Linked DNA regions of Sus scrofa: region 2 is linked to region 1. A link is a contact called in public Hi-C data. All regions are on one chromosome and are shown on one strand. The core of a region is the stretch at or near the end of the contact, and the rest is flanking DNA. Distances in the headings are between cores, read along the strand shown. Region 1 holds the start of S100A6 (S100 calcium binding protein A6). Region 2 holds the start of RPS27 (40S ribosomal protein S27).

The links. A called contact is a pair of places that touch in the nucleus more often than the background predicts.
Region 2: a Hi-C map of mesenteric adipose tissue shows a contact between it and region 1, with 3 times the contacts expected there. The contact joins the promoter of RPS27 here to the promoter of S100A6 in region 1. A contact is called at or near these places in 7 of 47 Hi-C or Micro-C datasets (embryonic fibroblasts, epiblast stem cells, fetal skeletal muscle and 3 more) and 2 of 2 datasets of contacts at active chromatin or transcription factors (alveolar macrophages and skeletal muscle).

The regions. Positions count from the first base shown.
Region 1 is chr4:96,094,441-96,099,948 of Sscrofa11.1, reverse strand. S100A6 (S100 calcium binding protein A6) reads right to left here and starts at 1,685. Exons shown (of 3, transcript NM_001044557.1): 1 at 1,643-1,685; 2 at 842-1,000; 3 at 264-489. The coding sequence starts at 979. The coding sequence ends at 355. It overlaps S100A5 (protein S100-A5), which reads right to left. Exons shown (of 3, transcript XM_021090792.1): 2 at 5,176-5,327; 3 at 3,079-3,326. The coding sequence starts at 5,313. The coding sequence ends at 3,186.
Region 2 is chr4:95,696,209-95,701,769 of Sscrofa11.1, reverse strand. It overlaps RPS27 (40S ribosomal protein S27), which reads left to right and starts at 2,289. Exons shown (of 4, transcript XM_003125735.3): 1 at 2,289-2,361; 2 at 2,674-2,782; 3 at 3,345-3,455; 4 at 3,816-3,901. The coding sequence starts at 2,356. The coding sequence ends at 3,844. It overlaps NUP210L (nuclear pore membrane glycoprotein 210-like), which reads right to left. Exons shown (of 40, transcript XM_021089795.1): 38 at 5,362-5,463; 39 at 4,772-4,846; 40 at 4,574-4,671. The coding sequence ends at 4,574.

The DNA.
Region 1 (5,508 bases), core at 436-2,935:
CCTGTGCTGGGGACCGCTTGAGCCTTTCCTTAAGATGGCTTTGCCCAGAGCTTACATCTTTTCTGATTCACATAAAAGCAGTTTAGGAGCTGTAACTGCCTTGTTAGGGCGCATCCATCATCTTGTGGACCCTCCCACCAGCTCCCCTGACCTGGTGAGTCACTGAGTCACTCCCAGAGGGGACTGCGAGAAAACCCTCTGATGGCTGATGCAGCGGCAAGCAGAGGAGGAAACAAATCACAGGGAAGCCAGGACACAGGGGTAGATTTAACAACAAAAAAAATTTATTGTACAGTTACCCACCACTAGATCAACAGGCCAGCTAAAGGGTGTCTCCACCGTCTCAATTTATGTTCAGCCCCGGAGGACATCGTTGTAGATCATAGCCAAGGCCCCCAGGAAGGTGACATATTCTTGGAAGTTCACCACCTGGTCCTTGTTCCGGTCCAGGTCATCCATCAGCTTTGCGATTTCAGCATCCTGCAGCTTCTACCGGGTCAAAATGGGAAATCCAGGACTCAGGGGTGATGAGACCTTGGGTTCTCTGCCTTTCCCCCTCCCAGGCAGCCCTCTCTCAGACAAGTGGCTCTGTGCTCACTTGTCACCAAAACTCTGAGCCCACCTTGAATTCACTTGGCTTGACTTCTCTGCTGCTGACTCAGGAGGAGTGAATACCAGGCTGGGAATATCCCCAGCCCCTCAGGGCCCAGGGGTGTGGACCAATGGTCCGGTAAGGTCTAGGTCCCCGGAATGTGAGTAAGTGTGAGTCACAGGCACCTGGCGCCTGGCCTTCTCCCAATCCTGCTTCTAAGGGGGGGGGGGGCAGGGGAGACTCACTCACCGCCCCAATGGTGAGTTCCTTCTGGATCAGCTCCTTCAGCTCACTCTTGCTCAGGGTGTTTTTGTCACCCTCCCGGCCGGAGTACTTGTGGAAGATGGCCACCAGGAGGCCAATAGCCTGATCCAGAGGGCATGCCATGGCTGAAGGCTGAGTTCAAGGCTGGGGGCAGAGGGGCTGGTCAGTGTCCTGGGCCACACGGAGGTCTCACTCCTCTCACTCACCGCAAGCCCCAAGACCTCTGCCCCCCACCCACCCACCCCCATCCCCACCACCACCCACCCCCGACCCCAACTCCCTTTGACGACCCTGCCCGGACCACCAAGTAAGTGTCAGGTGACCTCAGGAGACAGCTCGAGGCTTGAAGGGGAGGAAGAGGGCAGACTCTAGAGCCTAGAGATCTGTGGCCTCCAGGGAACCAGAGACGAGGTGGCTCAAGGATTCTAAGCAGCAGACAGGAACACAGCTGAGAACGCTCCTCCAGGGGTTGCGGGAAAGTTGGGGCGGATGTTGCGGGGCGGGGGTGGAGACGGCGCACCCAGCCCTACACACAGCCTTCCAGGGCCACACACGGCGGCGCTGACACGCCCGCCCGGGACACACCCTCCCGCACCCCAGATGGGCCACTACCCGGAGCCGCCCAACGGACGCCTTAGCCCTGGGCCAGCCTGGCTTCTCCTGCCTCTCCCCGCCCGCCCGGCAGCCCCGCAGCCCCAGGCTGGATGCCGAGCCATCCACCGCCCGCGGACCAAGCCCGGGGCGGGCTGGCTCAGAAGGACCGGGGCTGCCCTGGCCAGGACTCACCACGGCGGCAGCGACGGGAGCAGGGAGCGGCCGAGGGGATGCTGGGCTCTGGGGCCGGCCCGCCCGCCTTATAGAGGCGCGTCCGGGAGGCCGGCTCCCCACCGCCCACGGCCCGCCCCGCGCCCCACCCTGTGCTCGCCGTTACACAACACCAGGGCCCCAAAACTTTCCACGCCTCCTGCCCCGGGGCAGTTCAGGGCTCCGCGGGGTGGGGGGGACCTCGAGGGGGAGGGGGTCCCACCTGCAGCCAGCCGAGTGACCTCGAGCTCCTTCCTAACCCCTGAAACCCAGTTTGCAGCCACCCACCCCCCAGCATCGTGATGTGACAGGCCAGGGCAGGACGCTGTCACTGACGCTGGGGGGGCTGCCGGAAGTGGGTGGAGAAGGGAGAGAAGGGTGCCCCCTTCCCAGGGCGAAACCTAGATGAAGGGTGGGGAGCGGCCGGTGGTCTACAGAATACAGTTTCAAGGACTTCTCCAACACCCATCCGCCAGCGGAAAACGAATTCCTACCACCATCCTGCTCCCTTCCCCAACCCCCTCCCCCACCCCGAATTCCAGAATTGCACACCGGAGCCTCCTGCAGCTTCAGGGGCACACATGCCAGAGCCAAGCCCTGTGTCCCTAGTTATTTACCCTGCAATGCAAAGTTTCTCAGATCCTCAGTGTTTTTTGGTTTTGGGTTTTGTTTTGTTTTGTTTGCTTTTTAGGGCCTCGGGTAGCTGCTGGCCTCTGCCACAGGCACAGCAACGCCAGATCCGAGCAGGGTCTCGACCCACACTACAGCTCATGGCAACACCAGATCCTTGACCCACTGGGGTGAGGCCAGGGAATCGAACCTGCAACCTCATGGTTCCTAGTTAGATTCAATTCCGCTGCAGCACAAGGGGGAACTCCTCTCAGATCCTCTCTGGAGAAAGGCTTTTGATATGGGGAGGTGGGAAAGGCAGAAAGCCTAGAGGTGATTGAGGTGGCATGCGGGGTAGCAGGGCTTGTTGCAGAGAGGGAAACGGAGGAGAGGGAAAGGGGACTGGCCTGGAGGTCAAGGCCACACTCCCCTTTCTTACCAGCGTCCTCAGGGTGGCCTCCTGTGAGCTGGTGACAAGTCAGACTGGCCTGTCCACCACTGCCCCCAGGAACCACATCCCGGCTGCCTCCAGTGTCCTCACCCTCTAAGCACTTTCTCCTTAACTTTCTCTGCATAGCCGAAGCACACCTCGGAAGCCATCAAAAGCCTGGCCCAACTTCCCCATTTTCCAGGAGGGCCATGCTAAGCCCAGACACACTTAGTCACATCCACACCAAAGGACAGGAAGTGGAGAGGGAGCCCAGAACCCTAGCCCCCAGAAGCTCTCCACTCACTGAAGGGGAATCGCTGCCCTGCCCACCGCACCCCCAGCCAAGATGGACAAGACATCTTCCAAACCAGCCACGGACCCCTGGAAAGGAAAATCTTTATTTCCTCTGCGGGAATGGAAGGCTAAAGCAGCATCCTTCTGGAAGGGTGTGTGATAGGAGCTGCAGAGGCCAGGGCCTGGGCCCCGTCACTGGTTGTCCTCCAGGAAGAAGTCGTTGTAGGCCATGCAGAGCGTGGTCAGGAACACCGAGTACTCCTTGAAGTCGATCTCCTGGTCGCTGTTCTTATCCAAACTCTTCATCAGGTCGTCCACACTGCTCTCCTTCATCTTCTTCCAGGGCCCAGGTAGAGACACAGGTCAGCCCTGCCCCCTCCCAGCCTCAGGCTGAGCCCCAGCGGAGTCAGCTTCTGGGCCCTCAGAATCCCCCCGCCCCCAGGCCACACCCAGCCCAGGACCCAGCACCACGCAGGCGCTCAGTGAGCTGACCCCTGAGCCTGGAAAAATTACCAGAGGGAGTCTAGGGCAGCCCCGCTTCCCCTCCACACTTTCTACCGCCCGAAGAAATAATAAGCTAGATATCATGCAACACCTCATAGAAGCGGCTTGGTGACTATGCGGCGCTGAGCAAGATCCAGGTCTTAGTCTGTCCCTCTTGGGGATCTTGAGCATCGACCCAGACAGCACATGCCACCAGGAGCGGTGCGTTCGTGCCGAGAAGCCAGCGCATCCGTTCCCTGCTAGGAGAGCCTGCAGGACAGCCGTAGGGAACCAGTGCCTGGCACCCAGTCTTACTCTCTGGTCCCTGCCCTCCTCGCCCAGCTCCACCAAGAGCACGGTGACAGCCCCCCCACCCCAGGGGGCAGCAGGTGGGAGACAGGAAGAAAATACAGAACATCCTGCCCTCTCCTCTTCACTGCCCCCAGCTCCAGCTTTGCCACAGGAGACAGGACGTGGGGACTTACGAAGATGGAAACAACCTCTCTGTGACGCCATTCTTGTCCCCAGTCTGGGTTCCTGTTCTAGCCATACCCTCCCCAGGGCCTCTGTCCCCCTGTAATTAACCCTGCTGGACCCACGGCCCCTCCCTCAGCCCTCATTCACTCCAGGATGCAGAGAGCTTGGCAGGAAGGCCAGAGGGGCAGCCGGTGACACCCACACCTACTTCAGTCCCCCGTCCACAGGGACAAAACCTGGTGGAGCTTCTCTCCGAGGAGGCCCACTAGGGTTCAGAATGTGACAGCAGAGGCCTCCCAGGCTGTTTTTAAAGATACACGGGCCTGGCCTGGAATTGCAGCCTCTCGCCAACTGGGTATCCTCAGACAAGTTATATAATGTCTCTGAGCTTGGATTTTTTTTGTTTTAACTGAAATAATAATACGATGACTATCTCATAGACCTTCCCCTCCATCAGTTGCCTCCCTCCCACCATCTCCATCTGGTTAGAATCAGTTCTGTCTCCCTCCAGCCTGTGTTGGAACTAGCCGAATGATCCTTTTGGTTCCTGCGTCAGCACCATCAAAGCCCTGGGGTGGGGGGGTGTCGGGTGGGAGCCCTGCCCTTGAGCTGTGCACAGCTGATCTGGACCCCTGAACCCCCTCGTCCCCCCACCCCATCCTTCACACAGGCTCCACTTGCATCTCTGAGAGCCCAGCCTCAGCAAGGAAGTTTCCTTCATCTTTGCCGGTTTTATAGGGGAGGCTGGCCATGCCCAAGGCGTGTGGCAGTTCCTGGGCCAGGGATCGAACCTGTACCACATCAGTGACCCAAGCCACTGCAGTGACAACACCAGATCCCTAACCCGCTGAGCCACTACCGAACTTCAAAGGTCTTGAGCTTCTCTAAAGCCTCACGCGGGCTGAGGGCCACCATCCAGATGCTGCCCTTCTCCCCAGTGGAACACGACTCATCTCAGCACAGAGGTCTAGAGCTGTGTTGGCCCAAGAAGTCCATGCTCTCCGTTGGGTCTCTGTCCGTACCCATTAGCCATCCTGTCCTTCCCAAGGTTGGCATACCCTGCGGGCAGATGCGTGTCCTCTCTTGCCACCCCACCCACCTCATGCCCGGAAGGCCCTGGTATTGGTGCTTCCTGTTTTCTCCCTCCTCTCCCCTCCCCCACGGTGCCCACCGGGAGCACTTGGACTCAGGGATACAGGAGAGGGGACTGTCACCCACCTACCTCACCAAGACACAGCTCCTTCTTGATCAGCTCCTTCAGCTCCCTCCTACTCAGAGTCAGCTTGCTGCCCTCTCTCCCCGAGTATTTATGGAAAGTGGTGACCATCGTGGTCAGAGCCTTCTCGAGTGGGGTCTCCATCACCGGGTGCAGTCCTGGAGGCCGAAGGGAGAGGAGAAGATCACCCCACCCGGGAAGCCAGACCTCCTGCTTCCCTCCGCCGCTAGCCCACCTCCAAGCCTCTCCCTCGAGGACCAGCAGCTAGAACCCGTGATGAGACTGAAATCTACCCAGCAGACCCTGGTGTATGCGGACAGGTGGTAACAAGACCCAAGG
Region 2 (5,561 bases), core at 1,040-3,539, 400 kb after region 1:
AATGAATTTATCACATCTGTAGTTGTATAATGATCATAACAATCTGATTTCACAGGATTTCCATCTCACAGCCCAAGCACATTCCCCCCACCCCCCAAACTGTCTCCTCCGGAGACCATAAATTTTTCAATGTCTGTGAGTCAGCATCTGTTCTGCAAAAAGTTCAGTCTGTCTTTTTTTCAGATTCCACATGTCAGTGAAAGCATTTGATGTTGGTGTCTCATTGTATGGCTGACTTCACTTAGCATGATAGTTTCTAGGTCCATCCATGTTGCTAAAAATGCTGGTATTTCGTTCTTTTTGATGGCTGAGTAATATTCCATTGTGTATATGTACCACATCTTCTGGATCCACTCCTCTGTTGATGGACATTTAGGTTGTTTCCATATCTTGGCTATTGTAAACAGTGCTGCAATGAACACTGGAGTACACGTGTCTTTGCGAGTCGAGGTTTTCTCTGGATAGATGCCCAGGAGTGGGATTGCTGGATCAAATGGTAGTTCTATGTTTAGTTTTCTGAGGAATCTCCATACTGCTTTCCACAGTGGTTGCACCAATTTACAATCCCACCAACAGTGTACTAGAGTTCCTTTTCCCCACCCCCTCTCCAGCACTTTTTGTTTGTAGACTTTTGGATGATGGCCATTCTGGCTGGTGTAAGGTGGTACCTCAGAGTGGTTTTGATTTGCATTTCTCTAATAATGAGTGACATTGAACATGTGTTTCTCGGCCATCTGTATGTCTTCTTTGGAGAACTCTCTGTTTAGATCTTCTGCTCATTTTTGGATGGGGTTGTTTGTTTTTTTGATATGGAGCTGCGGAAGGTGTTTATAAATTTTGGAGATTAATCCCTTGTCAGTCGATTCACTTGCAAAGATTTTCTCCCATTCTGTGGGTTGTCTTTTCGTTTTGTTGAGGGTTTCCTTTGCTGTGCAGAAACTTTTAAGTTTGATGAGGTCCCATTTGTTTATTTTTGTTTTTACTGTCAATACTCTGATAGGTGGATCTGAGGAGATGTTGCAGTCGCTTATGTCAGAGAGTGTTTGGCCTATGTTTTCCTTTAAGAGTTTGATAGTGTCTGGTCTTATATCTAGGTCTTTAGTCCATTTGGAGTTTATTTTTGTGTATGGTGTTAGGGAGTGAGCTAATTTCATTCTTTTCCATGTGGCTGTCCAGTTTCCCCAGCACCACTTACTGAACAAGGTGTCCTTTCTCCATTGCATATCCTTGCCTCCTTTGTCATAGATTAGTTGGCTGTAGGTGTGTGGGTTTAATTCTGGGCTTTCTATCCTGTTCCACTGATCTATATTTCTGACTTTGTGCCAGTACCATATCGTTTTGATGGATTCTTTTTTTTTTTACATTTCTGTAAATTTTTACATTTCTGAGTTGTTAAAAATGGGCAAATTAGGAGTTCCCCTCGTGGCGCAGTGGTTAATAAATCCGACTAGGAACCATGAGGTTGAGGGTTCGGTCCCTAGCCTTGCTCAGTGGGTTAAGGATCCGTCGTTGCCGGGAGCTGTGGTTTAGGTTGCAGACATGGCTCGGACCCCACGTTGCTGTGGTTCTGGTGTAGGCCGGTGGCTACAGCTCCGATTAGACCCCTAGCCTGGTAAACTCCATATACCGTGCGAGCGGCCCAAGAAACAGCAAAAAGACAAAAAAAAAAAAAAAGGTAAATTAAACTTATTGAAAAAAGGCAAAGAAATTTAAGAAGTTCCAGACATGGCTCAGTCTCGCTGTTTCCCTAAAGAGCTCCTATTGTCAAAGCGCAGCACCAAGTTTTAAAATTGTCCATTTAGGAGTTCCCATCGTGGCGCAGTGGTTAACAAATCCGACTGGGAACCATGAGGTTGTGGGTTCGCTCCCTGGCCTCGCTCAGTGGGTTAAGGATCCGGCATTGCCATGAGCTGTGGTGTAGGTTGCAGACGCGGCTCAGATCCCGCGTTGCTGTGGCTCTGGCGTAGGCCAGTGGCTACAGCTCCGATTCGACCCCTAGCCTGGGAACCTCCATATGCCGCGGGAGCGGCCCAAGAAATAGAAAAAAGACAAAAAATAAAATAAATAAATAAAATAAAATAAAATTGTCCATTTACACCTCGAAAGAGGAGGGGACACTGAACTTCTGGGAGCTCCAGCTCACACTCTGAACGTGGCCACTCCTATGTCTCTCATTTAGAGACCTTCCAAAAATGGCAGCCCCCTGCTCTTTCCACCGCGTGCAGACGGTGAGAAAAAGTCCTTCCCAACATGGCGGCCGAAGGCCCATGCGTCACTTCCTGCAGGACGGTGGATATAAGGAGCAGGATTTCCGCCTTCGCTCCTTTCCGGCGGTGACGACGTCCCTTCGAGAACATGCCTGTGAGTCTCTTGGTCCAGGTTTCGGCGGAGATCTCGCTCTTCTGTCCGCACGCTCCCCTCACGCTGATTTCGGATCGCAGAGGGCACTCATTTGCCCTTCGCGCTTCCCAGGACATTAACTACGGGGACCGCGGAGGCCCGCGGGGTCCCCTGCATAGACGGGAGCGGAGAGGAGATAAGATGGCGGCCCAGCTGCGCAGACACCAGGGGCGGCGAGGGGCGAGCTCTCCCCGGTGTGTGGCAGCGGAGGCTGTTTTCATCATTCCGTGTTCGCCGTTGGTTTCTAAATCTCTGCATTTCTACTTCTCGTAGCTCGCAAAGGATCTCCTTCATCCCTCTCCAGAAGAGGAGAAGAGGAAACACAAGAAGAAGCGCCTGGTGCAGAGCCCCAATTCCTATTTCATGGATGTGAAATGCCCAGGTGAGGAGATAGCTTGTAGGAGTGGGGGAAGCGTTGGAGCCCAAGAATTGCAAAAAGGTCCCATTTCTTGAAAGTTGAAGGTGTGAGATGAGTAAGAATTTTGCAGTGTAGAAGTGACCCAGAGTAGTTTCTTTTCAAAACTTCATCTGCAAAGTAGGAGACACTGGGATGATAGGTTGGGTTTCTGCTGTGGTCATTTTTGTACTTGTACCTGGATGCAAGGTACAGTTACTGAGCGTCCTTCCCGTTCAAGTAGAGGATTCTCTGTTTTTTGACTTTTCAATAATCTTTGATTTCACTCCTTTCCTCTTCAGGCTGTGGGATGATGGTAATGTTTATATTATATGTTAGTGACAAAAAAAACATCGATGGGGGCAGGTAGTCCAGGAAGCTTCCGAGTTGGCTTTAATGTATATGTGGAGCTAGGTAATCAAGTTTAGAATGGGAAAGTGAATTTCGGCAATTACATAACGTTCTGATCTTACAGTTGATACAGGACAGCGTACGTTTAGGTGAAGAAAAGATGGAGAAAGTAAAATAACTAATTTGGTTTTTTCCCCAGGATGCTATAAAATCACCACCGTCTTTAGCCATGCACAAACAGTAGTTTTGTGTGTTGGCTGCTCTACTGTCCTCTGCCAGCCTACAGGAGGAAAAGCAAGGCTTACAGAAGGTAAATGGTTTAATCAGTGTTAGGATTTTGAGGTTTGAATTTTAAGAGAGATCATGTATAATGTCTCATCAAGAGGGTTGGGTTTGATAGTCTTTTTTTTTTTTTTTTTTCCTTCCAGAAGCATTATTAGAAAGCTCTAAATCTCAGAACGCTACTGTCTCAAGCTGGGGTGGATGGGTGATAAAAGGGGCTTCATACAAGCAGAGCTGATAATAGGGTCTTTCAGTGACTACGTAGGAACTGAAGGAGTTGAGAAAAATAACATGTAGCTTTCCTGTTGGTATCATAGATCACTTTGTGGGGCTTCAGCAGGGTAAGGAGGCTGCTGTCAGTTATTCTTAACGACCTTTTTTCTTCCAGGATGCTCCTTCAGACGGAAGCAGCACTAAAAGCACCCTGAGTCAAGATGAATGGGAAATGATCCCAATAAACACGTTTTGGATACATCCTGTTTATTGTCTTGTTTTACTGCTAGGAAGTTCCTACCTCACGTATTCAGGGGCATCCAGAAGAGTGGAGTCTAGAGTCATTTGGGGCAAGTAAGTGGCCAAGTCCGTTTGGGGTATTTCTATCCCTAGGCTCATTGGGTAAATCTGCAGTTTGATTAAAAACTGGGATAGTATGTAAATAGGGTATTTGCTTTCACTTTTATGTTTGTTTAGAATTAAAAATTGACAGTTGATCTTTAAAACCCAATCGCAGTGGGGAGGACCCATCGTGGCACATCGGAAATGAATCCGACTAGGGACAATGAGGATGCGGGTTCCATCCCTTGCCTCACTTGGTGGGTTAAGGATCCAGCATTGCCGTGACCTGTGGTGTAGTTCGAAAATGTGGCTCGGATCTGATGTGGCTGTGGTGTAGGCCGGCAGCTGTAGCTCTGATTAGACCTCTAGCCTGGGAACGTCCATATGCTTCAGGTGCAGCTCTTAAAAAAAAAAAAAAGTAAAATGTAATCCACACACCATTTTAATAGCAAACAGCTTAGGATCTTTTATTCACAGTTCTCAGAAGCCTTGTTAGGAGGCTTATGAGTATAGAGATTGCTGCTTGGCTTCTGGTCTAGGGCTAGAAATCTCCAGTCCTCAACACTTAAAGGAGACTTGTCCGAGCAGAGGTTAGTGCCTTATACTCCAAAGCCAATGTTGTAGCCTCTGGGATGGTGGGGGTTGTGGACTCACGAAGGGAGGGGGAGAACGTGTGTATGTGTAAGAACCTAGAAGTGAAGGAGGAAGAAAAATTGATGAAGGGTGAATAAAGTGAAAGAGGGTGATATCTGAGCTTTTCAAAAATAAAAATAATAGTAATTTTTTTACCTGACTGTGATGTTCCTAGAGTTGGTACGTAAACAACTGGAACTGTCTGTATCTTCTTGAGGAGGGCATTGTATGCTGGGGAAAGAACATGGGAGATGTCACCAATGAAACATTTTCTTTGGGGGAAGGTTTAAAGGGGCAGGTCACCACTTGGCTATAAAAAAGCAGTGAGTCTTCAAATTATTTCAAAGTAATGTATCTATAGGAAAATTTTATTCAATGATTTTTAGAGGTATTTTCAGCTTCTGACTAAAAGATGTGAAATGCATGTATAAATGATATATATTGTGTTGCTTGATGTTTCTAGCTATGAATCTGAGCAAAACTACCTATAATCTAAAGTTTGGCGGTGATTTCCATTTGCGAGTGATATATTTGCCACATTGATTTGTTGCTTCTTGGTAGTAAGTTGGGCAGAAGCTTTATTGTCCTCTAGGTGACTAGGAGTAGGGAGGTTAAGTCACTTTCAATTGCTTGTCCCAAATTAGATGTGATAAACAGCTAATTTTCATCCTCATTTAGTTTGTGAAATAAAATGAAGGCAGTTTCCAAGTCAAAAGTCCACGGTGCTGAATATAAGGACTCCTTACCTAGAAAGAGGAAAGCTGTTGATGCCAACACCGCAAAGAGGGTAAAGAGGATCTGGTAAGAACCCATGAACTTCTGGAGGACACCTGAATCTTTACATTGATCTGTGTATTAGCAGAACAAAAGAAGATAATAGTTATTTCATACATCGGGACAGACGTCACATTTACAAAACTTGTGTGACCCTAAGAGTTAGCTAAAG